4 separate regions of the Mus musculus genome follow, and all the other regions are linked to region 1. The links are chromatin contacts, called in public promoter capture Hi-C maps. All regions are on one chromosome and are shown on one strand. The core of a region is the stretch at or near the end of the contact, and the rest is flanking DNA. Distances in the headings are between cores, read along the strand shown.

Region 1 (3,457 bases), core at 363-2,862:
AAGAGTCACTCACCAGCATATGTGCTTGCACAGTTCCCCCCTCTTCAGAAACGTGGGGCAGCTGCACTCATGTGGGTTTCCAAGCAAAACCTTTACAGTAAAAAAAAAAAAAAAAAAAAATCCCAGTTAATTTTAAGAGTTACGGTAAAACTAAATTGATAAAATAACTAGATTAAAAGAGATTTAAATTCTTGACTGGTTTAGTGGCTCTGAACTTTGGATATGATCAAACAGGGCCTTCTGAAAAATATTCTCTCTTAACATTGGAAACTGGGTTTCTACTCCTTTATTCTTGGCCTTGGTTACCAACTGGCACTGTGAATGAACACTTTTTCTAAAAGTCATCCATGCTTAGATGAAATTAAATCTAAAATTAAAAGCTCTCCTTCCAAACCATTACTTTTTTTTTAAAAGTATAGAGTTATATGAGTTTTGTAAAAAGGCTTGCTCACTTTGATTATTTATTGATTGATATTTTTGGTTGATTGACGTTTGCATTCGAACTTTACTTTTGGTAGAAGATTAGTTTTATTTAAGACTGTATAGGCTAAAACAACTACACTCAATAAATAAGCAAATCAAAGAAGCATGCTTTGAACAAAGCACAGAGTGATAAACTGTATCCAGTACTCCTAACTATGAGGCAATAGATTTAAAGTTTCTAAAACGACAGGGAAGTGTTCAGTGGCTCATTTTTGACAGATAAGAGCAGGACATGTAAATATGAAACATCTCTTCTCTTTTAACAAGACGAAATGGAACTCTTCCTCATGCACATGCTTTCAAAGTATGAACATTTAAGCTACCCTTTAATGAGCTGTTACAGTTTTAAAACTGAGCAAAAAGAAAATGATCATAGAAACTATCATAGAGAAACTGATTTTAATGAGCAAATATTTAGAAGATAGTAGGATTCTCATTTAATTTACAGGGCTGGGGAACACCAACAAGGCATCCAGGAATACACACCATCATTTTACAAGAATCGTACGCAATTTGAATTCCTAACTATCAAGGAAGAGCATTTTCTGGCAAACAGTATTTACTTTTGTAAGGTGCACATTTTTAAATTCTGGGGAGTACTCATGGGAATGATCTCTCTCTCTCTCTCTCTCTCTCTCTCTCTCTCTCTCTCTCTCTCTCTCTCTCTGTCTCTTCAGAGACAGGGTTTCTCTGTGTAGCCCTGGCTGTCCTGGAACTCACTCTGTAGACCAGGCTGGCCTCGAACTCAGAAATTCGCCTGCCTCTGCCTCCTAAGTGCTGGGAGTAAAGGCGTGTGCCACCATTTCTGCAGAAACTGGGAAGTTGGCTTGGGACACCTCCCCTACTCCGCCCCCTCCCGCCCTTCTCCTACTGCCCATCCCCCAATCCCCAAGGGAGCTTGGTGGTGCGGTAGTTACTCGGAAATCCCCCTTTTCTGGCTCCTCCTCCTTCAGTAGGAAGCCTGTGGGGCCGATCTGTCGCAGGAGATAGATGCTGCTACTCAGCGCCTGGTCTTGCTGCCAGCTGAGGCTCTCGCTTAAGTGTCTTCGCTTTTCTGAGGCTTTACAGCCTCCGCGAAGCATCCCTGGCGGCCGTGGAGCCTCTAGCTTTCTGAGGCGCCTTGGGTCTCTATGGCAACAGCGTGCAGCGCGGTTGCTGCGGTAACGGTGGTTCTGTCCAGAGAGCTACCCTGCAGTAGTTGGGGTTGGAGAAATTTCCGAAGTCCAAGCTTAGACTTTGAAACCTGAGGTCACAGGCACAGCTGCACACCTAGTATTCTTTTTGCTTATTTGTTCACAGGCAAGACTGTCGATCTGCACATTCTTAGATCCAGTTACAGTGTGGGCTCCAGAGGATGAAGTTAAGTTCTGTGAATTTCTCTTTCATAATAAAAAAAAAAAAACTCACCACGATGGTTGATATTCCACAAACATTTTCCAGTGGCTCACAACAGCATGCAATTAGTGGCTGAGGAAAGATGGAGAAAGCAGGGCTAGTACACCCTCTAGGGGTGTGTGTGAGTGTGTGTGTGTGTCTCTGTGTGTGTGTGTGTGTGTGTCTGTGTGTCTGTATGGTCGTGTTGGTTTTGAAGCTAGGAGAAACTCTCAAGTTTCATGTTGGGTTTGGATATTGGATGTGCTGTCAATATCCACACCCTCAAAATTGATAAAGCACTATTTTAAGGAGTAACATTTTTCAAGGCTGACCCAACAATCCACAAATTGTTTCTGAACTTTGTTTCTATATTCCAAGTTGAGAGCTATCCTAAAATATTAGTCAATAGTTTGAGTCATGGTTACTGAATCCATGTGGCTGGATTCTTTTTAAGAAACTGAAAGCGGCAGAGAGCTCTGCTTGGTGGCTTGGTCACAGGAAGAAGGAATGCATTGATCCTATCTTATCAGGAGAGGAAACCACAACTAGATCAGGTCAAGAACCGGAAAAGAAAATGGCAAAGGGACCAGCCTAGTGTGCAGACGGTGGTAATGGCAGCTTTGACAAGGCGTGAGCCATCTGTACAAACACTATGGAACCTCAGGTCCAGGGTTTGAACAAAACTATTTTGTTTTGCTTTCTTATTAAGTAATGAAGAACTAACAGTTACACTATCATTCTTCCAACACTAGCATTAGTGAAACATTGTGTTAGCAAAGGAAAACACCATACATTAAGAAAACCCCTGAGAAGAAGATAAACTGTAAACTCATTTTATATAATAGTGTTTATTATTTAAAAGCTCAGAATTAGTGAATGTCAGTTCATATTTTCTATGAAATAGAATGAGTTTGTTTTCATAGTGAAGGTACTTTAAGTAGTTACTATTCACACACCATACTCCGTGTGCCTGAATGTGTGTGTATGCATATAGCTGTTTGAGGATTTAAAAACCAAACAGCAATAAATGTTTAAGCCTTTGCATTTATTTAGAATGATATTTGCTTCATGTGTGATAAGTACTATTTTCAAAAAGGTCACATGCTTAAATTATAAATTATATAAGTTGACTGTAGTTCATTAATTCCATTTGAGGATTGGTAGAAGTACAGAATTCATGTTCTCATGCAAGTTAAAAACAGAAAGTACAGATTGCTAAACAGAACTGTAGTCTAGCTGGATGACATTTGCTTTTGTATCTGTCAGTTAAAATGTTAGAAACAGCTTTAGAGTCAGGTGACTGGTCCATATGCTTTCTTTGTCTTTTGAAATTTTGACGACAGGAATAATATTTTTGCAAATATTTTAATTTGAAGAATTACGAATGTCTCCTTAAATGTACATTATTATCTTTCATGTTACAAGTCAAGGCATATTTCCACTCAGGGAAGTTGACTGAGCTTTCTGAATTGATAAATCTGTTTAATGAATGAACCATTAATGCAATTGGCCATAGAAGACAGGCATTAGTGACTGTATTTCCAACTTGAGATATTAAAAAAAAGCTACCCTTACAGTGCTGGTGCAGAAGGAAGAAGAG
Region 2 (3,457 bases), core at 323-2,822, 880 kb after region 1:
TGTGAGCCAGGGATGAAAGCCACTGGGGTCTTACGGGATTCCAGCTCCCACTGTTGACTGTGTGATGCTCATTCTGCACTTGAACTTGTAGAGATAGAAACAGATCCTGGTCCATATGGATAGTGGAGGACTTAGGCGGCTAGCCCATGGGAAGTAATTGGAGGGAGTCCTTAGTCCACAGCTTGCCTAGTGAGGATTGACTGTGCCATTCCTGAGCAACATCAAGGTCCTGACCAGGTCCCCAGGGCATTTATTAGTGACACAAGACAGACAGAGCATAGTGTCAGTAAGATGATGCCCCCAAGTGAGGCGTATTTGGCTAAGGCATAGCTTTTTGCTTCAGTCATCTCTCCCTCTATCTGCACACTACACGCATGAGGTGGAGGAGACGAGACAGTACGCATGTGAACACACACACACACACCTCAGCTACCTTTGCCTTTTCATCACCTCTGTTTTCCCCCCTCTGGGCTTGTCATAAATAGACAAGGAGTGAAGAAGCTCTGCATTCTGAGGAGCCAGGATAACACCCCCTTCCCCCAGTGCTCCGGGTTCTACGGCAGCTTACAGCTCACACTGATGCACTCCACCCTCCCTTAGTCATCCCTTGCTTGACCCCTCAGGAAGGTGTAAGTGACCCCATGTTACAGTTTAGGAGTCTGATTTAAGGAGGAGCATTCCTGGGACTAAGGCCATAGGAGAATTAAGTAGCCCAAACCACACCTGGAACGGAGATCTCCTGAGTCCAGAGTTAGAGCATGTATATACAGAAGATACTTTCCCCACTAGGTCCTCTCAACCCAGTGTCCTTTCAAGTCACCCATGGGGAGGAGTCACTGAATAAGGCTGAGGAGGTCCTCTTACAGCTGACTGCACACTAGACCCTTCACGAAAGAAAAACTTTCCTGCTTTTCTCTCTGCTTCCTTCTTCCCTCTTTCCCCTGAACCCCAACTGCTACCCCTATACTGTGCTCAGTTCAGCTCTTCAGTCCAGCTCCCCTAGTCCAGAGGGAAAACCACAGTGGATGATTGCTGTGATGTGATGCCTCTCTTCTATGGCCACACAATCTCTCTCTCAGCAGTTCCGAGACCCCTACCTTACCCACTTCAGTCCTTACTTGTAGAGGCCATTGCATCCTACCCACCCCCTGCTCCAAGAAATCCACCTGTCACCCCCCTCCCTACTGGCCCTCTTCATAGATGGCCACCTGCCAGCCACTCTGTACCTGACCTCAAGGTCACCCAATTCCATTAGGCATCGAAAAAGAATTGACATAGCAGAGAGAATAAGGAAGCATCCTGAATTTGTCTCTCATCGCAGAGACCTCATTGAAAGATCTGGCACGTGAAAGGTAAGAATAGGGGCTAGAAGATACGGGAAGTAGTTAGAAAGGGGACCACAACTTTTCCTACCTGTGGGGTTCTGCCTGCAGCTCGGAGCTCTTGCCTCGTTCTAGCCGAGCTGCCTCACTCTCATCGTTCTTTAAGCTCTGGTGGCTTGGAGCCTTCAGCTCAAAGTCCCACCTCCTTGCTTCCACCCCACCCCACCTTCAAGAGGCCCGGGCTTCGGGAAGGGCATTGTTTACTGTTCTGTTGGTACAACACTTTCTCTTAGTCTGGGAGCTCAGATTTCCCCCGAAGATCTGACAGGTGGCATCTTTCAATCACGCTGCTGCGTCCCTCTCAGGGACTGGCCCTAACATCTTTCCTGAGATCACCGTCCTTCCCGAAGTGCTCTGGCCATGGAGACCTTGACAAGCAACAACCAGTCAGGGGCGCATTTGGAACGTGGTCTCCAGCTCTCTGGTCGGCTGTGATCGTCCAGAGCCGGGGTAGACCTTCCATGCTCCCTTAGCTCCTTGCTTCCAGCCTTCCTCTAATTTCCTCCTTTATTCTTCTCTAGACAAAGTAGCTGCTGAGGGGTGGGCTCAGAAGGTGGTAACTGGAGCCACTGCCAACTGTGGGCTCACACCGCACCAGGAAGCTTGAAAGGGGATGGCCCGAGAGAAGAGAGAAATGGAAAGAGCCAATGAAACACTGGACTCTTAGCATCTACATATGAAACACTGGACTCTTAGCATCTACATCATACATTGCTTCTGTTTTGAGCTCCATTGACTGAAACATGATCAGCTCTGAATATATTCCGTGTGTGTGTGTGTGTGTGTGTGTGTGTGTGTGTGTAATTAAGATTTTGCTCTGAAAACCAAAACAAAGCAAATCCTTATCCTGGCCATGTGTCATACGACTTAAGGAGGGTACCATGTGGAGAGTGTGGGCAGTGATGCTCCTCCTGTTTATGAAGCTTGTGACTCCTCCAATTCCCCTCCCCCAGCCCCTTTCACTCAGCCATACTGGCTTGCTTCCTGTGCCGTAAATAAATCTAATCAGTGCCTTCCAGACTCAGGACTGGGTTTTTCCTTCTGCTCTTTGTGAGGCTGGCTCCTTCTCATTACTCTAAATCCAGCTCAAGTTTCCTTCTCTAAAGGAGGCCCTCCATTGTTAAGCTCTCTCCATCAATTCTGCCTGCTTATGCACTGTGTAACATGTACTGTGGAATCAAAAATTGCACTCTTGATGTTGGGTAGTGGTGGCACGTGCCTTTAATCCCAGAACTTGAGATACAGTTGCAGGTGGATTTTTTGTGAGTTCAAGGCCACCCTGGTCTACAAATCAAGTTCTAGGACAGTCAGGGCTACACAGAGAAACCCTGTCTTGAAAAGCAACAACAACACATTGCATTCTTGGGGTTGGAGAGATGGTTCAGTGGTGAAGAGCATGGCACTTACTGTCTTTACGGAATTCCCAGTTCCCAACACTCACATAATGGCTCACAGCCATCTGGAACTGCAGTTCCAGGGGATCTTATGCCCTTATCGGATCTCCAAGGGCACATGTGTCATAAACCACATACATGCAGGCAAAACACTTATACACACAAAATAGAAATAAGTAAGTAAGTAAATAAATAAATAAATAAAAATCACTGTAAAATTGCATTCTCTCTCTCTCTCTCTCTCTCTCTCTCTCTCTCTCTCTCAGGACAGGAAATCTTTTTTTTATGCTCACAGATATAGACCCCAAGCTTTGTCTGGGTCATATTATGTTCTTGATCAATACATATTGAATAAAACAGTTAATCAAGAAAAGCAGGGAAAAAAAGAGTTGGGGTCAGTGCCTGGGATGATATAAATGTGAGATTATTCTGTGAAGCCAGTTTTGGCGACTGATGTTCAAATCAGTGTAACATCTGTACCTGGTACATCTCCTCTGTTCATTAGAAATTGTCTGTCAGGGCTGGAGAGATGTCTTGGAGGTTAAGAGCACTGTCTGCTCTTCCATAGGTCCTGAGTTCAATTCCCAGCAACCACATGGTGACTCACAACCATCTGTAATGAAATCTAATGTCCTCTTCTGGTGTGTCTGAAGACGACTCCAGTGTACTTATATATACATG
Region 3 (3,457 bases), core at 702-3,201, 830 kb after region 1:
ATTGTGATGGCTACACTGGTTGTTGGCCAGGTAGAGGGCAGTACTGTAGGCTCTGGGGGACTCCAGGAGTCATCTCTTTCAGGGAAGCTCTCTCTGCTTTTCGCTTGAGCCTCCAGTGGATCCTGGGTGCTGTGGCTGGTAGCTTCGGGATCTGAGAAGGCTCTATCCTGTGGTTCAAGAAGCAGTGTTTCATTTCCTGGTGAGCCACAGTTCCCTCAACCATTCCAAGCAAGAAGAGATGATTGGAACATATCATCCCAGTTGCTCCTGGTATAACCTGGCAGGTGAAACCTTGGACCAACCCCACAATTCCTTCAGAAATAGGCAATGCTGGGGGAATTCTCTGCAGGAGATACGAGGCAATTCTGATTTTGGTTATCAGTTATCTGTGTCCAGTGACCGCCGTGCAAGTAGCTGTTTTCTTGTAAATATCAATTTGTTTTGACTCACTTGCCAGACTAGTGCAATTGTGAGTCTTATTTTAGGACTGTGGATTTTCCAAGAGTGAATGCAGTGCACCAGTGGGAACTGAAAACAATTAGTATTCCAAAAGGAAAGGAAGAGACAGTGGGGGCTAGGTAACCCCTGTCTTCTGGGCCTTTGGGAAGTGGAGACAGGAGAATCTCCTTATGTGGCAGTATATTCAGAAGTGGGAAGGAAAGTGTGTAAAATCCAGATCCCTTGCTTAACTAGACGTTATGTGCTAACTAGCTCCTTACCCAGTGTCACCCAGGATGCCAGCTTCCAGCATAGTCCACTGCTCATCCACCGTAAGCAAGCGCTCACAGTTTTCATTAGTTGACTTGTTATCCCTGTCCTACTTGGCTACCGGGACCACAGTGTTCTTAACCGTGGTGCGGGTCCAGGTCTGTCTGCTAGCTTTCCTCCTTGCATCCCGCTTTCTACAGACCCTAGCTTAGAAGAGACCATCACAGCAGCACCAGGGGTGGAGGGTGTCTGTTTTTCACAACTTGGGCTTGTTCTTCATCTTCCCTTCTATGACCCATCTAAGCCTGGCTGATGGGTCTATGTATTCTCCTTTTTACATAGTGGATTAAGGAAGCCCAGAAAAGGGTCCTGCCCAAGGTCATTCAGCTAACGAACCTTCCAATAGACAACCCAGTCCCTCTAGACCCTGGTCTAACGCTAGTTCAAGACTCGAACTTAAGATTCCCTGGAGAGGCTTCCCTCCTTCACCAAGACCTGAAGAGTTAATTCTCACTCCTACCCCCACCCCACCCCCTCACAGGGGGACCACTTACCCCAGCCAGCAGCAGCAGCAGGAGGGTCAGTGGGGTCAGCCTGGAGGCCATCTGGGCAGCGATGTCAGCTGCGTCCTACGAAGCCAGTTAGCCTCAGAGCCAGCCTTGGAGCCTAGGAGCTCAGGGGTCCACCCCATTCCCGGGCCCGCCCCCATTCCATTCCAGGCCTCGACCCTTCCAGGGTGTGTTCTCTCCTCCTCCCTCTGGGGCAACCTTCTCTCTGTCTCCGCCCTCTGTTTTGTTTTCCCCAAACCGCTTCGCTTTCCCGGCACCGGCTGGCCCTTCTCTCCCTTCACGCCCAGGTCTCGGCCCATCTGTTCAATCTCCCTGCTCCGCTTAACAGAACAATAAGCCAGAGGCTGCAGGAGGAGGCCAGGGCGAGCTGGGCAGCACAGCTCACAGCTTTGAGGGAGGAGGAGGGGGAGGGGGGAGGAGGAGGAGGAGGAGGAGGAGGAGGAGGAGGAGGAGGAGGAGGAGGAGGAGGAGGAGGAGGAGGAGGAAAGCTCAAGTAGAATCAAGTGTATGGAAACTACAGAAATAACAAACGGGATAAGGAGGCTGGAGATCTCCCTGCCAAGCCCTCTTTAACTTTGTGTTCCTCCCAAAGCCCCCTATTACCAAACCTGGTCCAAGTTCTTGGTCACTAGGCAGCTTCAGGACAGACTGAGCAGACAGTCGCAGAGAATCAGTGTGTGGGGGGGGGGCACTCTCAGCTATTGGCTGGTTTAGGACACAGCCCAGTTAAAAATTAAGGATGATTGATTGCTAGTGTGAGTTCCTGTAAATCCGGATGGGACGGATGGGACGAGTCTCGAACTGTGGGCCAGTTAGCCCGGAGTTCCTCTTGGAATGGGGTAGGATGTGACCGGTTGGGATAAGGAAGCTTGAGTGACGCTCTTAGTGATCTTAGTGTTTTGTGGATCAAGATAAAGGCAGAAGAAGCACACAACGTGCCTAAGGTTTGACAATGGATGAGCTTTTTGAGATTAATGGGTAAAGCAAGCCTTTAGAAATAGGCCAAGCCTTAGAAGTAGTTAAATGGCCTTCCATTGCTCTCATTTGGAGATATGCCAGCCTTGGGCCCGAATCTCCTAAAAACCTAATGGCTGCTGGATCTTCCCCATTCCTACACGTAATCACCGGCTCCAGTTTCCAGCCGAGCCCTGGCTTCAACCCCTTAGTTGCACAACAAAGCAAAACAACCACAAAAACCAACAACCGAAACAGAACATTAACCCCAAACCAGCCCCCAAACCAAAAGACCAAATTCTGAGGTACATGTCTTTGTGGTTGAGTTGTCACCATAGGCCTATTGTGGGAGACCCTGGCAAGGAGGAGCCCAGTTAGACTTGAATTTTAAGTAAATTCCATGCAATCTTGTAATATGCTGGTGATAAAACTTTTTGCCATTTGTTTTGTATCTAAAATTCAAATTTGACTGAGCAGTCTGAATTTTTTTTTTGGATCAAACGTCTTCTGCAAAAGCAGGCTGTTCTCCCTGGAAACGCGCTGTAGCTTGTGAAGTTCTGCGACTGTCTAACTGTAGGCCTGACCCTTCCTGCCTTCGCCTCTTTCGGGAAAGTTTGTTTGTAGCTGGAGATCCGATACTCAAGGAGAGGAGAGCATTCATATCTTCCCTCGGACCTTAGAAAAGTCTTCTACCTCGCTCTGTGCTTTTTTTTTTTTTTTGGTTTTTCGAGACAGGGTTTCTCTGTATAGCCCTGGCTGTCCTGGAACTCACTCTGTAGACCAGGCTGGCCTTGAACTCAGAAATCTGCCTGCCTCTGCCTCCCGAGTGCTGGGATTAAAGTCGTGCGCCACCACGCCCGGCTGCTTCATTTTCTGTAACCACTCCAGGAGCTGCTAAACTGTAGGGAGTTTCCATAATCTCAGAGCTGCAGGCAAATTCTACTTTGTACCCCAGGCTCCAACTGATGGCCTTGAGGCATGAGGAGCTGAGGATTCTGGGAAGTGGGTGAGCTACACTAAAAGTCAATACATTCATTGAGTTATTACATCTTTGTGTTTGCCCTGCCATTAACTCTCATAACACCCAGGAAGTAAGTACTAACATTGATCACATCTTAAATGAGGTATTTATTATTTGTATTTTAATGAGGCACTGAATCCCTCTGATACTATGAAGCAGACTTGACATTTTAGCTCTGAAGTTGCCTATGTCAGGCATTTTGGTC
Region 4 (3,457 bases), core at 270-2,769, 510 kb after region 1:
AAAGTCTTCCATGGACTATGGGTTTCTTCCCTTTGCAGTATAGATAATAAATGAAGCTTCATAATTTTATGATAACTGGTAGGATGAAATCAAGAAACAACAGTGGGCCAGAAACCTAGAAATGTAAACAGCAGGCTTTCCTGGGAAATCACATTGTTCTTCTAAAATTATTGAATCTGCACTGAGACCTCAACCACACCAACTCTTGTGCCACAGGCTTCCCGGAAACCTACCTGGTATGCATGTTTTCTTACACTCTTCCAGGGTATCAAATCGGTTCTCGTTCCCTTCACATCCCCCGTATATAAATTCTTCACATTGATGAGTATACATATTGAAAAAATAACTCCTTATCATTGCTTTGCATGGACCATCATCTGCCTTCATTGCACAAAATGTATGTAGCGGTTTCATTGACCCCAGCTCAGAATCTACAAGGTAAATTTTAAAACATCACGTGTGTAGCTCTCTCCCAACACTATGATAACATCCTTGCTGTTGTTTTGCCAAATATACAATTTCCACCGTCAATTTTTAAATGAGAAAATTAAAACTGAAAATTCAGGTTATTATGGGTTCCATGCAAGTAACGACCTGAGTGAGCGAGCCTATATGTTCCACGTGTTTGATAATTTATATATGATCTATAAGGAAGGCACTTGAGGCTTTAAATGGCATAAACCAATTTGTCCTTTAGAGGGCAGCAGTGCTCTGTTAAGAGACAATCTATGAGCACTACTGTAAAACATTCTCTTCATTCACCATTATTTTAAATACTAAAACATGAATGGACATCACGTCAAAGTTCTCACCTAAAAATTATTTTAAAACAAAGTGTAAATTGTACATAGATGATAATCTAGTAATAAATCCATTTTTTTAATTCCCTACAATTTTAAAATGTGAATTTTTGGAAAATATTTTACATACATTTGATCTAGGCTACTTTCAACTATCTTCTTCCATTTGCAATTCATTACTATAGTTAAATATTAATTAATATATTCTGGCCATATTTTAATAAAGTTATGATTCTAACAAAGACATTGGAATGTTCCCACTTATTTCTTCCTTTTTTACTTATTTACTTGTTTGCGAACATGCTTGCAGGTATGCATAAGTGGAGGGGTGCACATACTCCCTGACTGTCTCTCTTCAATTGCAATCTCTCACTACCCTAGAACTCAAAAGGCACGCTAGGCTGGCTGGCTGGCTCTGGGGACACCGGGCCTCAGGAATCTGCCTTTCTCTGGCTTCCCACTACAGGACTTACAGACATGCACCGCCAAAGTCCAGCTTATTTTTACATTCATTCTGGAATAAAACTCAGTTCCTGGTCTTACAAGTCAAGCTCATTCCTGTCTCCTCAGCCCCAATCACCTATAGTACTGGTAAAATCAGATATCTGTGGTGTCAAACGTCAAGTTGACTGAATCAAGAGTTATCTGAGAGATGGCTACTGAGCAGGCCTGGGGTATGGCGGGGAAGCACTGATTGATTCTTTGACTCCCACGCTCTGGGCTGAGAACTAGACAGTGTTACCGGAAGGAGAGCTAAGCACAGATTTTGTCGTGCTTCTCTCTGGCTGACTTATATCAGCTCTTGCTTACTGAAATCGTGTGTGTGTGTGTGTGTGTGTGTGTGTGTGTGTGTGTGTGTGTGTGTGTGTGTGTGTGTGTGTGTGAGTGTGAGTGAGTGTGAGAGAGAGAGAGAGAGAGAGAGAGAGAGAGAGAGAGAGAGGGAGAGAGGGAGAGAGAGAGAGAGCGTTTCTGTCGGTATGTGTTCAGGAAGACACAGAGCCCAAGTTCAGCCTGCTATTTAATAAGTTGGCCACAAGAGGGAGACAGTGTACCACAAAAGAGTTGTTTCTTCAGTGCTGTTGATGTAGTTACAGTAATTACCGGCAAACTTTCCTCTGAGTAATTACAATCTCATGGAACTTCGTTATAAAATCATCTAATGATCTCCCAGCAGTGATGCCAGACACCTTTAATCCCAGCACTTGGGAGGCAGAGGCAGGCAGATTTCTGAGTTGGAGACCAGCCTGGTCTACAGAGTTAATTCCAGGACAGCCAGGGCTACACAGAGAAACCCTATCTCAAAAACAAAAACAAAAACAAAAAGCAGATCTACTTTTGTAGATGTTCTTTGTGATGCAGGTTTTATCAAGTTGCTTAGACTTATACGTGCAGATGAGAGAACTGACTCTCATATGCTATTATACCAGGTATAATTCACAATAATAAGAGTAAGATTATCACAGACCTGAAAGGCTGAGATTTCACCCAAATACTTGGACTAAACAATTCAATTTAATAAAGTAATGTCTGCTCAATAGCACTCTAAAAATTGCTTTATAAAGCTGGAACTCATTTTTGATGAAAATCTGGTGCTAAATTCATAGCAACCACGTAAAGACAAAAACACTATCAACTTTTTATTTCGTTATTACCTTATTTCTTTAGAATTCCCATATTAATGAAGTTACCATAATTTTATATCAGTATATTCTATGCATTGATCTTGTTGCTGTTCACACCTAAGCAGGATGTCCCAGACAACAGGAAGACCTCGGGTTAATCTCGGACATCCACAGCCATCCACTCTTGGGAAGGTGTATGCCTGTCTTGGTTTTCATTTATGGGGATAACCTTTTTGAGTATTAAAATTGTGCCCTGAATACGTATCTATCAAGAACTGGGTTGTTATTGCAGATACAACAATATATCGGGCAGCAGGCCCTTTTAATGACGCTTGCAATCACTAATTTACAATAATTACAATAGTAATTTATTGAAGAGCTTACTAAAGAGCGAACAGCAGACTACCTCAGGGAAGGAGTAAGGATAATTTTTCTTACACTTGGAAGAGTTGAGAATAATGTTTTTAAAAATAAGGACTATCCTTCTGTACCCATGAAACTAGAACATTTGCCGAATATTATAACAAGAATCTGATCCGAGGTAGCCAAAAAATAGAATTATAATTTACATTTGAATATTTGTGATTGAGTGTTTATATTTTGTATCTCCTAGCATAAGGGTAACAATCTGGTTTTCTTCCCTGTGTCTTGGGATGTCAAATAAAAAGCTCAGTGAAATACAGAATGCTCAAGGGTCACGGGATGCCTGGGTGATAGCGTGTCCCTCCCCTGGAGAGTGTTTGTGGATCGAGGGCCAACAGGTAGCTTACTAAGGGTCCCATGCTGCGTGCCTCTTGGTATTGTAAAACTAATTAAAAATTAAACAGAAATAAAACAAACCTAGATAAGACTGTGCAACTAGTTGATCAAAAGAGTGTCAAGTCTACAATGTTAAATCAAGCTGTAGCTAGCTGCAGGACTCCGCCCTCTAATCCTAGCCCTCTGAGACTGAAGCAAAAGCTCATAAGTGCAAGGAAGGTCAAGCTGCACCGTATAGTTGGGAACCCTCCATGACACTGTGGGGATTTAAGACTC

Evidence for each region. Promoter capture Hi-C pulls out the DNA fragments that hold promoters and counts their contacts.
Region 2: a promoter capture Hi-C map of the HPC-7 cell line shows a contact between it and region 1. The contact joins the promoter of Smtnl1 here to the promoter of Zswim2 in region 1.
Region 3: a promoter capture Hi-C map of hippocampal neurons shows a contact between it and region 1, with 2.5 times the contacts expected there. The contact joins the promoter of Serping1 here to the promoter of Zswim2 in region 1.
Region 4: a contact with region 1 is called in a promoter capture Hi-C map of liver, with 5 times the contacts expected there. The contact joins the enhancer-like site here to the promoter of Zswim2 in region 1. A contact is called at or near these places in 6 of 39 promoter capture datasets (the C10 cell line, cranial neural crest, frontonasal cranial neural crest and 3 more) and 1 of 9 other capture datasets (liver).

What each region holds. Positions count from the first base shown.
Region 1 is chr2:83,939,614-83,943,070 of GRCm38.p6, forward strand. It overlaps Zswim2 (zinc finger SWIM-type containing 2), which reads right to left and starts at 1,613. Exons shown (of 9, transcript NM_027964.2): 1 at 1,401-1,613; 2 at 14-90. The coding sequence starts at 1,565.
Region 2 is chr2:84,821,080-84,824,536 of GRCm38.p6, forward strand. Smtnl1 (smoothelin-like 1) reads right to left here and starts at 1,573. Exons shown (of 8, transcript NM_024230.2): 1 at 1,414-1,573.
Region 3 is chr2:84,773,478-84,776,934 of GRCm38.p6, forward strand. Serping1 (serine (or cysteine) peptidase inhibitor, clade G, member 1) reads right to left here and starts at 1,952. Exons shown (of 8, transcript NM_009776.3): 1 at 1,886-1,952; 2 at 1,263-1,337; 3 at 1-167. The coding sequence starts at 1,313.
Region 4 is chr2:84,453,567-84,457,023 of GRCm38.p6, forward strand. Tfpi (tissue factor pathway inhibitor) reads right to left here. Exons shown (of 9, transcript NM_011576.1): 4 at 234-431. Among named protein-coding and RNA genes, the nearest start is that of Tfpi, 19 kb to the right of the region's middle. Within about 2 kb of position 1,520, at least 39 of the 459 cell types and tissues checked have an H3K27ac peak or open chromatin away from gene starts, as enhancers often do. A contact at or near this core is called in liver, where this site is marked.